Regions from separate parts of the Mus musculus genome. Here region 2 is linked to region 1. Evidence: chromatin contacts called from public HiChIP or PLAC-seq data. All regions are on one chromosome and are shown on one strand. The core of a region is the stretch at or near the end of the contact, and the rest is flanking DNA. Distances in the headings are between cores, read along the strand shown.

Region 1 (3,431 bases), core at 407-2,906:
AGCTCAGGCTAGCATTGCACTCAGTCCTGCTGCTTCTGCCTCCCAGGTGCTGGTACTATAGACATTTAGCACCGTTTCTGGTTACTTTCATGCATTTTAAACTAGTATATACATGTGAATTCCAAAAGTGTTTGTTTTGCTTCTGATGTTGCTCCACTGGACAGCTTCACCTGACTATTGACCAGGCACTTGGTTCTCTGAGTGATAACAAAATAAAATTCAGCTCCATTTTGACCCCCACCCCAACCTGTTTCTGTGACTGTCACAGCTGCTCAGTTGCCTGTGACATAAACTAGGGGTCATTCTTGATTCTGCTGTGTCTAATTGGACACCAATTGTTTTCCTCTCTCCTCTCCTTTATTGCTATTCTATTTCAGGCCCTTGTCATTTCCTGCCTGGCTGTCATAGTGACCTTTGAGAAGAAATGCTTTTCTAATAAGAAAAAGTTAATATATTCCCATAATGTGATATGCTAGAAACACAGGAAAATCTAGATTGAACCTGTCTTTGTAACTTTGAGATAAAAATCATTGCTAATGCTGTAGCCTCTCTTCAAGTATAATTTTACATATAATTGAGATAATTCTGTAAGTGCATTTATTTTCTTTTCTCTGTTTTGTTCTCCATAGTATTGTGTGTGTGTGTGTGTGTGTGTGTGTGTGTGAGAGAGAGAGAGAGATGTGCACACACACATACACAGTGTGCACAGTGTGTATATGTATCTGTTTGAAAAGTTGTTTTTTTTTTTTTTTTTTTTTTTTTTTGGTTTCTGGAAGTACTGGATATCCAGCCGAGGACCTTGTCCACTGAGCTGCAGCCTTAGCCTGACAATTCTAAATAACAGGAATTTTTTTTTAATTTATTCAATTTTGAGGTAGGATCACTATGTAGATGGTCTGAAACTTGCTATGTAGATCAGGATTATCTTGAACTCACAGAGCTCTGCCTACCTGTAAAAAAGCTTTAAGTATAATCATATAGTAGCTTAGCATGGCGGTACAAGACGGTATCCCAGCAGGAGGATTGCTGTGAGCTCAAGTTCAATGAAACAATAAGCAAACAGACCAGCATTCCTGCAGTCCCAGCACTTGGGAGGCAAGAAGAGTGCTGTGAGTTTCTGTCAGCAGTTTCTGTACCTTGTCCAGGCTAGCCTTCTATACAGGTGATATATTGTCGTAAAAACAAGATACAGACAACAAACCAACCAAACGTTTGAAAAAAGAAAAGTCATAAATAATAACAAATATAAACACAGTGTTTCTCATAGCTCCCCAATTTTTGTTTTATGGTGGAATTTCTGGGGATCCAGTGATGCCTGCCTCCCATCCCCAGGTATTGTGATGTGACCTGGACATGAGGATTCTATTGAAATTACTTAGGCTATTCCACTGTACAGGAGAGTTTGGGAGCCACTGATGTGCCCATATGTATCTTCAGACAGTAGTGTCTGTGGCTGGATGATATCTGTCTGAGTTTTGGGTCCTGCTGATATGTTTACTCTTTCTTTATTAATGTTATTTATCATTGAAAACTTGGGTTTGAGTTCCTGATGATACCAATCTCTTAGGACCTTTTCAGAACTGGGTGTGAGGCAGAGCAGGGAAGAGGGAAGAGATGCTCTCATGAGTCTCACTTCCTCCTAGTTTCTGAAATCCTTAGAAATCTCTCATACTTCTCTTTATAAAACAACGAAACGCCTTGATAACACAGCGCTACCTCTGTGCTGCTCTGTGACTCGGTCAACTGTTTCCTCCAGAATCAGCTGAACTCAGAAGGTCATCGTGGCCTGAATCTTCATAAATGGCAGAAGATGATCCAGTTCTCATTTGAATATTTGAATATGTTTAGTATTTTCAGATGAAGTCAGAATAAGGGCAGTGTTTTTTAAAGTTCATTCTTTTATATTGTTTGTCATTTGAAATTTTAAAAGGTTAAGGAATTAGTAACACTGCCCTTTTCAAGACTTAAACATCTTTGATTGTAATGCTTAAAATGGAACTAGTTAGTGAAGACTAGTAACTAAAAAAATTCCTTTACTAGTTGAGGGAAATCAAGCTGGGTGTGATGGTGCACACATGGAATCTCAGGACTGGAGGCTGAAGTAAGAAAGTCTCCACTGGCTTGAGGGCATCCTGATGTATATACTGTGAGAGTGACTGTGTCCCCAAAATGAATGAATGAATGAGCATGAATTAGGACAGCCTATTATGTGGACAGAGCTATCTATGGCACTGTGGTTGTTAAAATGCTGAGTACATCAGCATCTGTTGCTTTGTTGAGTTTCTAATTTTGAAAAAGATGTAATCTGCCTTTTTGTACCCGTTTTCCCTCCCAGTGGCAGCATGGAGCCTGCGTTTCACAGAGGGGATCTCCTTTTCCTCACGAACCGAGTTGAAGATCCTATACGCGTGGGGGAGATCGTTGTTTTCAGGATAGAAGGAAGAGAGATTCCTATAGTGCACCGAGTCCTGAAGATCCATGAAAAGTACATGCCAGCTTCTCATCTATGGCTTTGTACATTCTTGCTTTAGAGTTTGAAGTGTTTAATTTTGATACATAAAAATTGTTGAAAAGGGGGGTGGGAGATGGCTGAGCAGTTAAGAGTACTTGCTCTTGCAGAAGACCCAAGTTCGGCTCCCAGCACCTACGTGATGGCTTTCAACCGTCAGTTTCAGGTGTTCTGATGCCTTCTTCAAGCACACATACACGTGGGCAAAATTCTCATATACATAAAAACATTCTTAAAAAACTAAAGAGGGCTGTAGATGTAGCTCAGCTGGTCAGATGAAGCCCTGGGTCAGAGCCCAGGCCTTGCTACAAGTGTAATCCTAGTACTTGGGAGATAGAAACAGACAAGGTCAGGGTCATTGTTGGCTTACATAGCAAGTTGAAGGCTAGCCTGTGCTAATGAGGCTCTTCTCTAATAATAAAACATTGTAGAGAGTAAGGAATCTTTGATCTTTACTTCTCATCCAGTTTTATGAATGTCTGAAAGTTTGGTGAATATTTGGAAAACTCTGGATAGGGATTTATCTATTTCTCTGAATATTTTTCCAGAGATTTTTCTTGTTCTTTTCTAATTCTTTTATCAGTCTGTGTATTTCTCTCAAAAATCATGTTATAAAGCTGGGCAGTGGTGGTACATGCCTTTAATCCCAGCACTCGGGAGGCAGAGGCAGGCAGATTTCTGAGTTCAAGGACAGCCTGGTCTACACAGAATGAGTTCCAGGACAGCCAGGGCTACACAGAGAAACCCTATCTCGAAAAATAAAACAAAACAAACAAACAAAAAAACAACAACAAAATCATGTTGTAAAGATTAGTCCTAAATATAATTATGGAATATAAATAACTTTAATGACTAAAGAAACCTTAAAATAAGAACAAAAAACTATAAAGCAATTTGTAAACTTCTTTTGGAATGCTGGAAT
Region 2 (3,431 bases), core at 442-2,941, 270 kb before region 1:
CAGCCCATTCCAGGAAGAGGTAAGCAAATTATAAAGACAGTGAAATGGGAGGAAGGATCTGAAGGAGGAGCCGGGTGTGTGTCTACCAAAGGGCAACACGGCTCTGTGTGGGACAGCACATGTCTGTAGTCACAGGTACTTCAGAGGCTGAGAAGGAAGCATCACTGGATCCAAGGATTCCAGGTCAGTCTGGGAAACATAGTGAATCCTCACCAGAAGGGAGAGGGGGAGGGAGGAAGGGGGAGAAGGAAGGAGAGAGAGGGGGCGAGGGGGAGAGAAGGAGGGAATGGAGGAAGGGAAGGGAGGAAGGAAGGAAGGATGCCGGGTATTAAGTGAGAACCTGGAGATGACAATGGTGGACAGTGATATGGTCAGACCGTGCGAGCCTCATCAGCCTGGCAAGCTCTGTGGCCTCAGAGCTGTGAAGATCTACTCCCAAGTAAGGAAGTTTCCGAATGTGAAGGACGTGGCCCCGGGCTGGGGGACAGTGCTGAGGACTCTGTTAGTCTGTAGGACACAATGAATGAGGTCATTCAAAGGTGCACTTCAGTTCATGGGAGCTTATGTCACATCATGTTTTCTCAGTCATAAGACAGGAAGCAGGGCTCGGCTCGGCTCATGTGACGACTTTGGAGCAAGGCAAAGGGGTCCTGATGAAAGACCCTTGGACTCCTCACTTGTCCTGGTGTGAAGGGGCCTAGGAAGTTGTTGTGAGAGTTGTGCCACTGGGATGAGTGCTGCTGATGGGAGTGGTGAGGATGATGTTAGTGGTGACCATCGTGGTGATGATGATGATGATGGTGGTGGTGGTGATGCTGCTGCTGGGGTATTGGGTAGCAGTGGTGGTGATAGTGATGATGATGGTAGTGATATGATAAAGGTGGTGGATGACAATTATGGTGATAGTAGTGGTAGGGAAACACTGGTGACAAAGATGATAGTGGTTGTGAACTTAACCCTAATTCTATTTTTGTACCCTTCCTATGCCACAAGACACTATGCTAAAGTCTTTCATGATAACAATCCTCTTGAGCCTTCATTATGCTCCTGGGAGATCCGCAGGTCATAGCCCTTCTTTGACAACAGTAGGAGAGCAAGGGGATTATGCGGTGAGACTGCTGGTGATGGGCACATTGATGACCCCTCAGCACTGAGGTGTGTAGGCTCCTGGGACATTGGTTTCCTGATCTTTGGGTGACATCCTTTTCATGCCTTCTCCTCCTTGGCCTTCCCTTTCTTTAAATTGCTCTGTTTGAAATGTTTCCTGTTCCATTGTTCCAGCTGGCCAGTGATGATATAGATTCCGTACCAGCTAAGGGCATCACTACTATCGTCTGCCAGAGTGAGTTCTGATGGACCAGCTGAGAGTGAAGGAGGCCAGAGGGGCCCTGGAAACCACTGCGTGCTGGAAGCTCTGTCTCTCTGCCACAGAGCTACTTCATCCCCTCACTAATGATCCAAGTTTGGACGTACAAACTTCACAGGCTAGCTGTCCACTTAGGGTGATTATGTAAGGACGACTATTTTCACAGAAAATCAAAAGTTTAGTTCCAGGCTGGAGATCATCAAAACTAAAAGCAACAAGTTGCAGTAAAACTGCTTCTCTGAAAGGCAGAACTGTGTTCATAGTTGCCATCCAATCTTGTGGGACCTGGCTCCAAGGCCTCACATCCCCAGTCCAGTGTATAAGAGGAAGTGAGCTGTGGCACTGGCTTCCACCCCTCGCTGTCTCCCCATGTTCCTCCTGGGCTTCGTGGGCTCTTCCCACACCCAAGGGGTGAGGGTTGCTTGCTTTCAGCTAAATGCCATCATTCTTGTCCCCATGTCAGGGATTGGTTTAATCATATGCATGTGTATGGGTTTGCCTAGGATCGGTATAAAGGGGATTGTTGTTGTTTTTAACACTCTCCTCCTCCTCCTCCTCCTCCTCCTCCTCCTCCTCCTCCTCCTCCTCCTCCTCCTCCTCCTCCTCCTCCTCCTTCCCCCCTCCTTCTCCTCCTTTATTTCGTTGTTTTGTTTTGTTTAGTTTGTTTCTGTTTTCGGTTTCTTTATTTTTTCAAGACAGGGTTTCTCAGTGTAGCCCTGGCTGTTTTTGAACTTGCTCAGTAGACCAGGTTTGTCTTAAACTCAGAAATGTACCTGCCTCTTCCTCCAAGTGCTGGGATAAAGGTGGGCACAACCACCACCTATAACATTTTTCTAATACGAAGGAAGGAAGGGAGGAAGAGAGGGAGGGAGGGAGAGAGGGAAGGAGGAAGGAAGTCAGTTAGTCATTTTCGCAACAACCTGGAGCTATTTCAGAAATCTGACCTACATGATAGGGGTCTGTCAACACTGGAGGAAGGCCAAGTGGAAAGCTGGGATGAGCCTATGTCATCCTGCTCCAAATGTCACCAGAGAGCGGTGAAATCAACAGACTGTGGAGCAGCCCAGCCTTCGAGCTCCTTGTTGTGGGGCATAACACACATTTGTGGTTCAAACTAACTGTAGCTGGGGCTGTTACCTGTTCCCGGAAAGGTTCTCCTTTACCTCTAAGGCCACTAAATAGATCCCCGTATCCTTCTCACACACGCCACCTTGTGATTCAGTCTGTTTTCTTTTCCAAGAAGGAAAACAAGGTTCAGTAGGGGGGAGATGGCAGGGCCAGAGCCTCCGTTCTGCTGCACGGCTCCTGCCCCAGCCCCTCTGCTCAAGCCCCTTTATACAGTGCTGAAGAGAACTGCTAAACAAACCTTGCTTCTAAGAAATGCTTATTTTCTCATCCACCTATTCCTTCCCAGAGCTACAGGCTAGGATGAGATAGAGGACCATGGCCCTCCATCATTTTCAAACTGTAGTCTGCCCCGCCCATATGCCCTTGGGACGAAGCCTGGAAAGGGGGCAGGGCACTGCCTTCCCAGCACATAATTACCGTGCCTGCCAGCCACAGTGCTGCCAGCTGTTCTTGGCCACCCAGCAACTGTGCTCCCAGCTGCAGCTGATGTGGAAGACCAGAAGGGGATGAGTTCAAAAGGGGCCTCTCCCTTTGGAAATGTGGGCAGTCGCCAGTACCCACATTGCAGGCAATGGAGGCTATGTGAATCCTGATTTCCTAGCCTACTTTTGGTAGGAAACCAAACCTGTGTACATTCAATTTTTTTCTGGCTCATGCTTGGAACCTTGCAGTGTTTCCTGTGGCTAAACATCCAAACAGCAGCAGGGTCAGGGGGACTGTGTTGAAATTTGCCCAACCCCAAAGTTAAGCGAGGAGAGTCAGAGTAAGAAAAGACCCCGTGCCCTGCTGAGGCTCAGCCACAGAGCCAGCCCTAGTGGCAGGCAGGGTCAGTTAGAGCATGAGTTAGGTGCTTTTCTAACTATGACTGTTTCCATATGTAAGAGCATGTATAAACATGTTGATGCCCCCTTTCCTCACAGCGCTTGCTCTTGAACCC

Evidence for each region. HiChIP or PLAC-seq counts read pairs in DNA pulled down with a chosen protein or histone mark.
Region 2: a contact with region 1 is called in an H3K4me3 HiChIP or PLAC-seq map of bone marrow-derived macrophages, with 4 times the contacts expected there. The contact joins two enhancer-like sites. A contact is called at or near these places in 2 of 115 datasets of contacts at active chromatin or transcription factors (bone marrow-derived macrophages and embryonic stem cells) and 2 of 9 other capture datasets (liver and pancreatic islet).

The regions. Positions count from the first base shown.
Region 1 is chr7:80,926,791-80,930,221 of GRCm38.p6, reverse strand. It overlaps Sec11a (SEC11 homolog A, signal peptidase complex subunit), which reads left to right. Exons shown (of 6, transcript NM_019951.1): 3 at 2,336-2,485. All of the region lies in intron 2 of Gm51451 (a long non-coding RNA gene), which reads right to left. Among named protein-coding and RNA genes, the nearest start is that of Gm51451, 18 kb to the right of the region's middle. Within about 2 kb of position 1,656, at least 3 of the 459 cell types and tissues checked have an H3K27ac peak or open chromatin away from gene starts, as enhancers often do. A contact at or near this core is called in bone marrow-derived macrophages, where this site is marked.
Region 2 is chr7:81,198,226-81,201,656 of GRCm38.p6, reverse strand. No RefSeq gene overlaps it. Among named protein-coding and RNA genes, the nearest start is that of Gm44968, 6.3 kb to the left of the region's middle. Within about 2 kb of position 1,691, at least 50 of the 459 cell types and tissues checked have an H3K27ac peak or open chromatin away from gene starts, as enhancers often do. A contact at or near this core is called in bone marrow-derived macrophages, where this site is marked.